2 separate regions of the Hordeum vulgare genome follow, and region 2 is linked to region 1. A link is a contact called in public Hi-C data. All regions are on one chromosome and are shown on one strand. Each heading gives the region's core, a stretch centred on a gene start, on an enhancer-like site or on the middle of the called end of the contact. The rest is flanking DNA. Distances are from core to core; before and after follow the strand shown.

Region 1 (6,805 bases), core at 1,503-4,002:
AAATAAGTACATGTACAGATGAACAAAATGTCAATTTATTAATTAATGGCCATGAATACTTATAAACAGTTTCCAAAATCATTAAGCATTATCTTCAGCAAAGAATGGACCAGACCTTCAAGTTACAGTCGTAGAACAGATTATTGACATCAACCAAATTCCAAAAGGCTCATCATCAGTGTGTTACATATCTCTTAAGTTTAATTCAGACCTCAGAGCCTTTACTTAGGAAAAATAAGAGTGGTTATGCATTTGTTTCATATCATGAAGGATTGGATGAAGTATCTGACCGATGAAATGTAGCTGAAGTTTTTAACAGTCAATCTGAAAAGGAAATCTAAATTTCAAAAAAGAGTTTTTTTTAGATGGTCAAACTGAAAAGGGGTTCAGTTCCTCTTTTTTTTCCTACTGATTTCTCAACTTCTCTGCATATTCTACTCCCTACGTTCCATAATTCTTGTCGTGGTTTTAGTTCAAATTTGAACTAAAACCACGACAAGAATTGTGGAACAGAGGGAGTAATTAAGTTGCTGACATGGCAATGTGCTGAATGTAAAAGTGGTGCCGTATGTCATTTCAGTCAGCACAAAACCTCTTGGGACAGGGATAAGGGGATAACATCAATTGATTCAAGAGTTCAAGATTAAAAAGAACAGGCTTTAGAGTTCGAGGTTGAAGCGGACTTTTTGGTTCAAAAAAATAAAAAAGAGGAGTTAAAGTCATCAATATTTTGTGTACTTCAATGCAGAATGCGATGGATTTCCAAGAGAATATTATTTCTTTGTTCCTAATATAGAACTGTGATGGTCTCTTCTAAAGCAAATTTTATTATCTATTCAATTGCAATAAACTGGAGTATCTGTTAGAGCACAGCTGTAGAAAAGTCCCTATAAGTATAAAACAGATAGAATAATAACTTTATGGTGATACGATGTACATACATATTGGGTATCAATGGTGTTGATTTTATTTTTGGCTGTACAACTTCTCCGATGGCAAAGATTCCACCTCCAGTTATGGTATCCAGGCAATGAGAAAATATCTTCTTCACTTTTCCTGCAGTAGCTAGCTGTGATAGCATTGATGTATTTGATTGGCCAAACCCAATAATTCCATCAAGGGCCTGGTTAGTACTGCCTAAATCCCCACCTTGCTGTGCACCACACCTACAAAGGACAGAAGAGCCATTTATCCACATTAAATTCTTGAAGTCGATGTACTTGCTGCCAAAGTTTCACATAATTAGGTTAGTCTGTTACTGTCATGTTAATCACTTGATTGTTGTTGCCTACTGCATTGCAGTATTTCTGACAAAAGTATGTTATAATATTCACAACAAACAGCAGAATTTGATTCCTTACTTAACAGCTACCTATTCAATATACTAATGCCAGAAGTGCATAACCAAGGCAGAGGGCAAAGAATCCATCTTAAACATCTCAAAGAGAACAATACATATTCAGCTACACAGTAACAGAAAAGAAAAACATTTATATAGGCTTGGCAGATAGGCAAGAATCATGTAAACATTTTCAGAAAATATATAAAATACTGCCCAAAGTATAACGTAAACGTTACGTAACAGACAATAGCTATTACAAATTCAAATGCAAAGGTGATTAACCACACGGTTTACAATAAAACAATTAGAGCATCGTTTCAACTGATGATAGCTGATCCAATGTATGCCATCCAATAATAGATTTTAAATCTACATAAATCGAAAAAGACTCACCCGAATATGACCCTGCCACTGCCATGCCTTGTTTGCCCATCCCCAGAGACTTGATTATACTGCAGGGAGTCATTGACGAAGTAGCCCGTGGTGGAGCTACCGTCACCATACATGACATTGTACTCGCAAGGCAAGCTGGCAGTGCACCCTGGTAGCTTGCCCCCGTATGTGGCCGCACAGAAGCCTTGGTCGCAAAATACCGTGCTCCCACTAGATGATCCCTTGGGGTCATAGAGCATCAGGTCTATCTGCACCCAAATGTTCACCCCACAAATCATCATCATACTAATTCAGAAACGCGATACCAACAGAGACCGAGACGAGACCTCTAAATTTTGAGAGGATAAACATAGGCAGGCAAACTGAGAAACCTACCCCGATGCCGCTCTTGTGGGGGCATTTGTCGCAGGAGATACAATTGACCCAGAGGATGTCGCTGCCCGTGTCGACCTGCACGTGGAATGGCTTGGGCGGCGTCCCGATCTCGATCTTCGTATAGTAGAGCCTGCGGGCGCGCCCCCGTCAGACCTAACGTAAGGAAACCAAGCAGCACCGAAACCAACAAGCGCGGATCAGAAGAGGATGGAAGTACCCGGTGTCGGTGGGGAGGCCAAGGCCACCGAGGGGCACGTCGACGGCGTCGAGGAGACGGCCCCGGCGGGTGACGTCGTGGGCGAGGTGGGCGGTTATGTTACCCCCTTCCTCGCCGGCTGCTCGACGGAACTTGCGGTGCACCTGAAAGACGCCGGTGGCCGCGGCGGCGTGGGAGGAGGCCAGCGCGAGCAGCGCGGCGAGGAGGAGGGCGGCAGCGGCCCGAGCGGCGGGCGGCGGAGCCATTATTTCGCGTCTCGACGCGTTGTGTGTCTCCGGGTGGGATTGCTCCCGTGCAGTGGCGATTGTTATTCGTGTCCTCCTCCCTCCTCCTCCCCTCCCCCCCTCCTCGTCGGCTCCTCCTCCCCTCCCCAAGGCCGCGGGGGCAAGGCAAGCACAAAACGTTGGGAGGAGGAAACGGGAAGGAATTTTGGGGTAGCCACGGGCGGACGGACATATAACCCGTTTTAGCGCTCAAAAAAGGGTGCGAACTAGCGGTTTCTGCGGGGTCTAATCTTTGCTTTGCTTAACGACTAGACTCATTTTATTTTATTTTTGGCTTCTGTTGTCAGTGTTGGCATTTGGTGGGAAACGGTATCACACAATCAAGGATCAAAAACGCCGTTAACAAAATTGTCTTCGTTAATCGTTAACAAAACCCGAAAAATCAACGCACAGAAAAAAGAAAAAAAACAGAAAACCAGCACATCAACCCACCTCGCGTCCCACGACTCCCGCCCCACAACTCTCACCCACCCCATGTCATCTTGTCTGCGCAACGGCCGCGCCGCCCCCTTCTCCTCCTCCGCTTGTTGTCGCCCGTTCGCATCCTCCGGGCAAATCCCCCGCGCGGATCCTACGGCGGTGGGGCCTATGTCGAGCGTCTCGGCTGCGAGCGGGGGCGCGGTGAGGTGGGCCGGGGAGAGCGCGGCGGACACGATGTCGTCGAAGATGACCTTGGCCGGAACGATGGCGAGCTCGCGGGTGCGCGTACGCACCGCCCGAGCCCAGGATTGGGCGAGGCGTCGTGGCAAGCCTTGGCGTTTGCGTCAAAGGAGCCCAGGAATGGGGAATGGGCGCAAGGCGTCCTGTGGAGGACGATAAGGCGGTCGGCGTGCTCGCTTGGGTCAAGGCGTCGGGGCGGAGGACGATATGGTGGTCGGCTTGCTCGCTTCCAAGGATGGAGTCCGCCTCGCCGGGGCTCGGGTGGGGCAGCACGGCGTTGGGCCATTGTCGGTGGTGCCGGGGCCGGGCGGTGGTTTGATGGGAGACGCAGAGGAGATGTTGTCATGGATCCAGCGACCAAGCATTTTGTTCCTCCTTCAAAAGAAATTAGAGAATCTGCGGAAGGTTGAGTTGGTGTCGTCGACGAGTGGATACAGGGGTGGCGGTAGCGACGCCGTGGCTGAAGGTGGGGAGACACTTGAAGGGATGAGCTTTTGCTTTAGGGAGAGAGCAAAGGGCATGTTGGGCGCTGCTGCTTGAGAGATAAAGATAGGTGAGGAAGAGAGAGCAGAGTGATGAGAGATAGAGAGCAGAGAGAGATGCTAATTGACATATATTTAGATAAAGGGCTTGTTGGATCTGCTGCTGGCCACTGCTGACATATATAGAGAGAATGCTTATATAACTCTGGAATTTATTGTGAAGTTAAATCAATGATATCATCGTCATATACTTCAAATTTCTCTTCCAATATGTGCTCCCATTTTGGTATAATGCACGAATAGTTCAGCAAGTTAGAGTTACAACTGGAAGCACAAAACACTTTTTTGGTAAAATACTTGTTTTTATCCATCTAAACAACACATTATTACATTCTAAGTACAGAGATATGATTGTCGTTTTTAATACTTCATTACCTGACAGGCTGGCTTGGTTTCTTATGATAAATTGGTAAATTTGCTTGATTTGGCACTATCTGTTGACACTGCAAACACCGTGAAAGCTTTACATGATATTACTGAAACATGTGTTGAGCCTTTGTCCTTAATGTCTCAACTCGCCACAATAATAACTGACATTTTTGCTCGCACCTACACATTCGCACAAGAAAGAATTCAAATAAAATTCTTCAAACATCCAACCTATAAGCAACAATATTCCTTTTTCTGTTTATTTATTACTTTGAAAGGATTTTATAGTAGGGGATAATTCCTACCTGAACCATGCATTACACAAACTCTACTACTATAAATGTTATGTTTTCACATTGTAATTTTGTGTTGCACTAATTACAGTATCAAAGGAGGATATGAAAAAACTACGCCAGGCCTACTGTAAACACTTTCTGAAACTGAAAAACAATTGAGGGTCTCTAATGATAAGATGACCTGGCTTACAGCTGCTCTGCTCCAGCTTGCTCCTGATAAACAGTATATACTGCCAAGTTCGTCGAGAAGTACACACTTTAACCAGGGTTTGTCTACCTACCCTGACAGTGATATAGCAAGGAACTCTACTACAAATCATAAAGAAATATATGCTGGTCCGCATGGGTTATCAAGAACATCAGACCAGGGAATTCGGCAACACAGAAATGCTAATCTAGGGATTTGTTCTAGCCATGTTACGACAAACACTTACCATGATGGAAGGAGACTTAGGGAATATACACCATATGGCCATGTATTGTCAACAAGTGCTACCAAAATGAATGAAGGATCTAAATGTAGGAGAACTAACAACGAGATGATTCGGCAAGCTGTTCTAGAAAATGTTCAGTCAGATTCGTTGAGAAAAATGATCGCTAAAGAGGGACTGGTGATTTCTGTTAGCCTTGGCACAGGTAAGATTCCCTCGTACTCCATTTCAGCTTGTATTATTTTACACCATGTCAAGATATCATTGTAGAATATGCCTATGGAAAACTTTGTTATCATTGTTAATGTGCTAAATAACTATTAGTGTAGAAGTGCAAGCTGTGTTGCATTATATAAGATAATAATATATTAGAAGTGATTTACATTTATATGTTAGTATTGGGTGACCATGTAATTTTGTGGAATTTGATATCTTGGTTATTGTCAGATGTATACATTGCTTCTAGGCTACTGCCAATCTTCTCTAGGTACGGAATATGTGATGCTTGTTATTCAAGATTGCTAACAAGTTTAAAACCGTGTTAAAGTAACTCTGAAATACATAAACAAATATTGTAACTAACCAATATTAAATTGTTCCACTGTAAGGATATTGTTTCAGTAATCATTGTTCTTACATTTTTGCTCTTTTCCTCCTGCAGCACCAACTGTGCAGTTAATGTTCAGTTCTCGTGTGAATAAGTCCAAAGATGAAAAGTCCAGGGGCCAAATTTTGCAAGCATTTGAGTCTGTCCTTTCTTCTGCTATAATACTGGAAATCCGATATGAATCGAATTATGGCGGCGAAGGTGTTGAGGATACCTATTCCAACATTGCTTTAACAAGGTCCTTCACGAAACATAGTTCAGTTTCTTCTGGAGGTGAGAATTTAGTTAGCAGGCTCCAGAAAGGCAGAGTAGCCTCGGGTACTAGCTCAAATCAGACAAGATGGATGCAATCTGATCCACACATATTGACTGCAGGTGAGATTATTGAAGTGGGCCATTTTGAAATGGAATGGTACGGGGAACAGATGATGTTACCTCACATAAAAGAAGAAGTGTGTGGGAAGCAGCCTTGTCACCACAAGACCAAGGAAATATAGGTCCCCGAGGAGCAACAAATGCGAATAATGAGCATGACCGACAAAAAACATAGTAAGAGGTAAGGTATCTCTTGCTCATGTTATTAGCAAGGAAGAAGCTTGTTCTCAACAAGGAGGCTGGTCAAGACAAAAAGGCATGTCAATAACAGAAACGTTAGAGCAAGAGAATTTGTAAGTAATGCCATACTACAACCAATTAAATATGTTCATACAAATTACTTTAAACCTTAGCATTCAATATTATCATGGAGCCTGGGTTAGATCTTGTAATTTCGTTCAACATTACAGGATCAATCAATCAATCACACATATGTCATAAACTTAGAACACACTTTTGCTGGATGTGTGATGATGTAGTTTGGTCACCATTGGTGAAGTGGATAAACTTACAACATATTGTCATTTTTAGGTTGTTGGTAGTGAAACAACTATAATGACTAGGTCGAGAGGTGGAGCGGGTAGTTAACACCATGCAGTTCAACGCCCTCAGACGTAAGCAGGGCGCCTTTGGAGCTGCTTGAAGCAAGACAGGCAGCATGGCATTCTCAAGCTCAAGTCGTCGCGATGGCTCGTCGGCCGATAGATGTTGCGCTCAGGTGATGCAATGTGCGCTCGAGTGGTCGAAGCAGAGGAAGAAAGGCCATCTATAGTGTAGTCTTGATGTGTGTAGTCTTATATACTAAGCTGAGCAAAGCAAAGGAACCAGAGGAAGGAAAGGAAGATATGTATGTGTAACAAGTTGTCAACTATGGAATCTTAGTGTCAAGTGACAAGTGTGTAGGAGTATTTTGC
Region 2 (7,128 bases), core at 942-3,441, 450 kb after region 1:
ATTACCGTTACCCACATGATATATTTTACTTTTTAAGAATGGCGGGGCTTCTACCTGGGGAGCTCGGTTTTTAGGAGGATCATGATTAGAATCAAATGTTTTAGTTTTTGCTTCATTAGTATCACTATCTTCACTAGCATCCTCAGTAACGACCTTCAAATTCAAACATACCGCACGTCCTTAAGATAGATATTCGCACCATGATCTCTCATGCACATATAAACTACAAAATGCAAACAAAATTAATGTTCTGATTAGTACCTAAACACACATGTAAATTACCGAAAATTGGTAAGTCTTGCTTCTTACCTGCCGATTATCAATGGCCCGAGCATGATTCTCCTCGTCGAATTAATAACTTAAACCATCATACCAAGGTCCATCATGTGCCATCCTACAAAACCAAAGATGAACAGGTATCAACTAATTTGGCATAACAACGTGATCTAAATATACATATCCAACATCATCTAAATATACATAGCTATAACTTTCAATTTGCCATGAACAATATCAAATCATATGAATTTGCATATCAACATAATGCATTATTCTTTTCATAGTTCAAAACAAAATGTACTCTCTACTCCATTGATATCTACACATCATATACTTTCATACCACATACACACATCATCTCAACATATTGGACTTGCTTGCAAATAAAAAACCAAATTGCTAGTGCATACACACACATCATCCATAAATCAAGGAAAATTCTCAAACAAACAATATCACCTACAACCATCATCTCTTCATCATCTCTCTTGATAATACCCTATGGGACATCATATGCAAACATTAATCATCTATAACCAAACCAATATCTCAAACAAACCATACCATATAAAACCATCAAGTGTTCATAATCTCTTTTCATGCGGGTTCCCACAACATATGAATAGCCCATATAGGCATTAATCCAAATTAATACGGCCTACAAATTCAACAACACACCATCTAGTATCTGCCGATTATCTAAAATCGTCTATCAACTATATATTTTTCCTCAAACAAAGAAATCATCTACTCATCTAACATCACCTAATGTTGAATAATGCATCAAAAGAAGATGATCCAACCAAAATAAATCGAAGGGAAGGGGGAATAATACCTCAAGGATGCCTACGAGCCTCACATCCATGGATTTGAGGGATGGAATGAATAGATCTTGAAGATTTAGTGAGGGAAGAGGGAAGGGGGCGAGAGAGAACCCCTCTTTGTTCGTGCGCTCGACTCTCGCTAGAGAATAAGGAAGGTGGGGTGGGGTAGGCCCGCAAGGCTGGATTACTTATCAGGAGAAAAGCCACATCAAAACGGTCAACGAGCCATCGCATTGTGTGGGCCAAGGGGAAAGAGTAGGGACCACACCATCTTCCATCAAACGAGACCCATAGATATTGGCGTGACAAATAAGCCAAATACAATTTATTTCTTTTTAAATTGAGGTCAATTCGTCCTTAACTTATAGCTAATTAATCAGAATAGTAATTTTCGTCAAAAAAACACTCCAACTGACACGTGATGACACTAGAACACAATGTGCAATGCTTCCATGACTGACTCGTGAAGAGCCCACCTTTTTTTTTGAGTGATAAACCGATATTTATTGATTAGGGGAACAATTTACATGAGTGACAAAAGGGTCATGGGGTGAACCCAGCCACACGTGACGCCCATCACCTAAAATAGAAGCAAATTTAGCTAAATTATGAGCATCAACATTCCTCTCACAGCCTTCGAAAACAAACTCGCGTTTGGTAAAATTATGAATAGCAAGTCCTATCTCCTTGACAATGAAATTGTATCTTTCCTTTGTGACGGACATGATTTCTTTGATGATCGCTTCACAGTCATAAGCAATAACCACGTGAAGAGCCCACTAGAGAGCATCCAAAAGAATGCCAAATACATGAACACTTATCCATCTATAAATCGGACCCAAGATTTCACAGAATACTGGGCCTCGGGTTCGGACGAGGGCCTTGCCTTGCCCCCAGAAGAAGTCTCGCTGCTGCCCGGGCGGGCTTGCTCCCGAGCAAAACCCCGACCAAACCCTAGATTTAAATACCCAGCACCACTCCACTGATCCACCCCTCCTTTCTCTGCCTCGAGCACGCACGGCACGGTGCGGCGCGCACGCACGCACGCCTCTCAACACCCCCAGGTCTCCGCGAGGCCAGAACCCAGAAGTGGGAGGAGGCGACCCCCGACCCCCGACCCTCCCCACTCGCCACCCCACCCCCCGCCCCCCCTCCCTCTCCACCACCCCGCGTCGCCGATCGAGAACCCTAGCTCGGGGTTGCGGCCTCGCCCCTCGCGCCCCGCCGTCGCTGCTCGAGCTCGGTCGGGTCGCCGCCATGGATCTGTCCAACCTGACCCTCGTGCTGCGCGCGGCGCTCAGCCACGCCCCCGAGGAGCGCAAGGCCGCTGAGGCCAGCCTCGAGCAGGTTAGCCCCTCCACCGCCGCCTCGATGGCGCTCTAGACTCTCGGTCCGTTGCTTGCATCGTCCACGCGCCATCGGTCTAGCCGCGGTGGAAGGGGGTGGATTGGGGGTAGGAGTTCGTCGGATCACTGCCTCGCGCCTCTCCGCTGTTGCGTTTTGCCGTGGAATCCTGCTCAATCGAACCAGTCACGTCAACCCAACTTCTCTGTTCCGTGCCAAGTTGATTGTTGTTGCTATGTCTTCCGTGATCTGGAGCTAGGTTGCTGAGTTGGATCGGTTTGAGCCGGTGATCTGTATGAGCTTCACTTCTGGACTGGTTTGATGCTTGCTGCCCGTTGTCATCTAGTTCCGTCTTTGTTGTGGAGCTATGCTCAGTGTTTTTACAGGCTGCATGTGTCCCTAGCTCATGCTAGTGTTGTAGCTGGCATTATTGAGTTCCAGCTCATCAACACCTCAGGGTTGGTGGCTTGGCAACCTGTTCAATCAAGCAGGCTGCCATCACAGCTGAGACTAAGGCGGCATATAAATTTTAAATGTTTTAGTGGCATGTAATCATCTAATGATTCCACACGAGCATTTGTTAACGATGAACATCTGTACATCACAGAGTTGCTTGTTTGCTCCCTTCCTTTTTAATGTCATAGTATTATATGCATCTTGTTAACGATGAACATCTGTACATCACAGAGTTGCTTGTTTGCTCCCTTCCTTTTTAATGTCATAGTATTATATGCATCTAAAAGAAGTCAATAGTATTATATGCTTTGTATGGGTGCAGTTTAATCTTTCCACAAGATTGTAAATTTGTTGGAGCAGAGTGATAATATCCATTCTTTTAGCTATCTGCACACGTCCACTTGGATGAACTGTCTGTAAAGAGAGTTTCTTAGCCAACTTCCGTGCATAGAACGAGCTGTTTGCTATATCGTTATAGCTGTTTGAATGGCGCTCTGGAGTGCACTGCATTTTGGATAGCCCTTGTTTACATAATATGTAATTGAAACTTATTATTCATGAGAGCGTATGAGTGTAATGTCCATCAGTGTGAAATTGTATTTGAGCTGATCTTTATACAGAACAGGCAAATCTACCAGGTTGCCTGAATAACTCTTTTAAGTGTGTTTGCCTATAGTTAATCATATATGGAGTGACTGCTGCTGTATTTTCTTAAGTTCATATTTGTTTTTGTTCTTTTATTTTATTATAGTGTATCCCAATACTACAGCTAACAAGAATTTGGTCCAAAACCAACACTCCTGGAAGATTTAATATTTTTAAATAGAAAGTAACTGTGGACTCAGAAGATTGCAAAGCAGCTCATATTGCCATGTTCTTATTATTCTTAACTATTAGCTATCATCAAGATACTTGGAAACTTGATTTGCATTTGTTTGTGATTGGTAAAAAGCTATCCCTTTTCCAATAACGAGAAATTGATCAACTACAGTGCATTACTTGCTAATATACCCAATTGAATAAAGCAGAATGCTCTAACTAAGCTGGTCATTTTGTTTTGTGTTGGTCATTCTTATTCAGTGTTTACCTGTCTTTTTTGTTCTATACATCATGTTATTGCGATGCTATATGCATATGTTATTTCATTTCGAACCCCTGTGCTGAAGTTCCTGCAATTCCTGCAGCTTCAGTATACGCAACAACATTTGGTGAGATTGTTACAGATCATTGTCGATGGAAATTGTGATATGGCTGTGAGACAGGTCGCAAGCATTCACTTCAAGAACTTTGTTTCGAAAGCCTGGTCTCCTATTGATCCTGGTACGTTTAGGGTAATACCTGGGCATTGTTCGCTTCATTTGGATATCTTGACAATTTTGTTTCCTTTCTGTAGAAGAAACACGTAAAATTCCAGAAGTTGACAAGTCTATGGTTCGCGAGAATATACTGGGCTTTGTTACTCAATTGCCTCCACTGCTAAGGTAAAAATAACTTTGCCGCAATCCACCTGTCCTTTCCTTAAGAAGCACTAACTTGTTACTGTCATAGCTGCTTGCTACAATTGTGATGCTCATTTTTTTGGTTACTTTGTTATATTGTCAGTTTTTTTACCAGATAAACTGAATTCTTGTACCTGTAGTTTTCAATAAGGTACTCTATTCACCATGTTCATTAATGTTGGATATCACTATTTTGTTTTACCTATCGAGGGAAAATAATGTTCACCATATTTAGTTTCGGCCTACATATACTTCATCTTCCAGCTAATTGCAGTTGAAAATGAAGCTTATATGTTTTCCTTTATGCTGCTTGCAGTTCCATTTTGTTTTCTAAAATAGAAGCAATATGTAGTAAAAAATATTGGCGGTGCCTTCATGAAACACGTTCTGGGTAATAATGGACGCTACCCTAACTTGAAATGTTGTTAGTCTTGAAAGCATCAGTTCCCTGTTTTCCTCTATGAAACCCCCACTTGTCGAGAAGCATTATACAAAAAGTATTTTCTCAAAGTTGTAATGCAGGCACATGGTAATTTTTTTGGGCTAGGCATACCAGCTCACATATTCTTGTCTTTATAAGTGACAGTGTGGTGTGCTTTCTTAATGGTGAAAGCAGAACATTTGGCATTGTTGATGATAAACATATGGATAATTGACACATTTTTCATGACTATCTTTAGAGCACAGCTTGGAGAAAGTATCAAGACCTTAATCCTTGCGGATTACCCTGAGCAGTGGCCTAGCCTTCTACATTGGGTTACACATAACATGGAATCGCAGGATCAAATTTTTGGAGCACTTTATGTGCTAAGGATCCTATCCCGGAAATATGAGTGAGCATACATACCACCTTTTCCATCTATTATGTGCTTGATAGTTGAATTATCAATTGTTCTGTTTGTATATGTTTATTTTCCGTAACTCAAATGACTTAGGGTATGGTATACACATAAATCTTGTTTACTACTCCCTCCGTCCGGAAATACTTGTTGGAGGAATGGATGTATCTAGATGCATTTTAGTTCTAAATACATCCATTTCTATTCATTTTTGTGGCAAGTAATTCCGGACGGGGTGAGTATTTTTTTTCCTGTTCTTCTTGATATTGCACCCACAATGCTTTCGTTTTCCTTCTATATGAATTGACACCTTATCCTATTTATGCCTCATGATTTAGGTTCAAGTCAGAGGAGGAAAGGATACCTTTGTATCAAATTGTTGAGGAGTGCTTTCCTCGTTTGTTGAATATATTCAGCACACTTGTCCAGATTGCCAATCCTCCAATTGAAGTTGCTGACTTGATCAAGCTGATCTGCAAAATATTCTGGTCCTCAATTTATGTATGTTCTTGGTCTTATTAATTTATCCCCCCTGTTTTTTTTCCTTATTCTACACTTATGAAGGGGAGCCCTCTTGTCATGTGCTTTCTGCAGCTAGAAATTCCAAAACAACTGTTTGAACCAAATATCTTCAATGCATGGATTGTTCTGTTCTTAAACTTGTTGGAAAGGCCAGTTCCATTGGAAGGGCAACCATCGGATCCTGACGCTAGGAAAGCTTGGGGCTGGTGGAAAGTCAAGAAATGGATTACCCATATCTTGAACCGTTTATACAGTCGGTCAGTATTGAAAAAAGTTGGTATGTTTTCCGTTAATCATTATTTTTACTTGTTTACTCATTTGTCATTGACAGGTTTGCTGATATGAAGGTTCATAAACCAGAGAGTAAAGCTTTTGCTCAAATGTTTCAAAAGAACTATGCTGGAAAAATTCTGGGATGCCATCTACAGTTGCTCAATGCAATTCGCACTGGTGGCTATTTGCCTGAGAGGGTTATTAATCTTATCCTTCAATATCTCACCAACAGGTTTGTGGGGGACTTTTTATGCAGCAGTATGATGTACTTCCAAAGGACAAACCAGCTTTCATGATGTTCACATTGCCACCTTCCATTATTTCTGGTTTCTGCATGTCCTCACTATTCATGAGCTTGCTGTGCATGTCCCTTTATGTCTGTTAGATAATTTCAACAAGACAACTTGCTCTACTGAGATCAGTAATGTGACAACTTCTCTTTCATCTTTCCTATGAATGCATAATTGGCCTAGCAGAATGTACCTTTAATAACTACTGTTTGGTATATGTTCTTTCTTTTAGAGGGTAGTAGTTTTGTGTTAGCCATTTACTAGCTGTATGTTGAAATTTCTGTTCAGCATATTTATCTGTAGCTTACTGGATATCTCCTCGTATGCATGTTGTTTCCCTTACTCTATCTACCCTGTAAAATATGTGTACCTGGTGATCTTTGAATGTGTGGTGACTAACTGTAATGGGTTACTTGCAGTCTCACGAAGAACAGCATGTATCAGCTGATGCAACCACAAATCGACATAATTCTTTTTGAGATAATATTTCCATTAATGTGCTTCAATGACAATGACCAAATGTTATGGGACGAAGATCCGCATGAGTATGTTCGGAAAGGCTATGGTAAACTTGCTTGATCAAATTTATCTCAATAATGTAAGGTAGCACGCACTACTTTCAGTGTTCATCTGTTTACTCATGATGTCACTTTTTTGCATACAGATATAATTGAAGATTTGTATAGTCCTCGAACAGCTGCTATGGATTTCGTCAGTGAATTGGTAAGAAAAAGGGGAAAAGGCAACCTACAAAAGTTTATCCAATTTATTGTGGAGATATTCATGAGGTATGTATCGTTTT

The links. A called contact is a pair of places that touch in the nucleus more often than the background predicts.
Region 2: a contact with region 1 is called in a Hi-C map of leaf, with 5 times the contacts expected there. The contact joins the promoter of LOC123426447 here to the promoter of LOC123426446 in region 1. A contact is called at or near these places in 3 of 6 Hi-C or Micro-C datasets (leaf and seedling) and 1 of 1 datasets of contacts at active chromatin or transcription factors (embryo).

Annotation. Positions count from the first base shown.
Region 1 is chr2H:410,488,158-410,494,962 of MorexV3_pseudomolecules_assembly, forward strand. LOC123426446 (aspartic proteinase 36-like) reads right to left here and starts at 2,753. Exons shown (of 10, transcript XM_045110291.1): 1 at 2,328-2,753; 2 at 2,111-2,240; 3 at 1,736-1,983; 4 at 942-1,166. The coding sequence starts at 2,572. It also overlaps the pseudogene LOC123427703.
Region 2 is chr2H:410,933,744-410,940,871 of MorexV3_pseudomolecules_assembly, forward strand. It overlaps LOC123426447 (importin beta-like SAD2), which reads left to right and starts at 2,192. Exons shown (of 22, transcript XM_045110293.1): 1 at 2,192-2,450; 2 at 4,088-4,223; 3 at 4,297-4,384; 4 at 5,083-5,235; 5 at 5,580-5,742; 6 at 5,836-6,020; 7 at 6,095-6,268; 8 at 6,746-6,891; 9 at 6,991-7,114. The coding sequence starts at 2,361.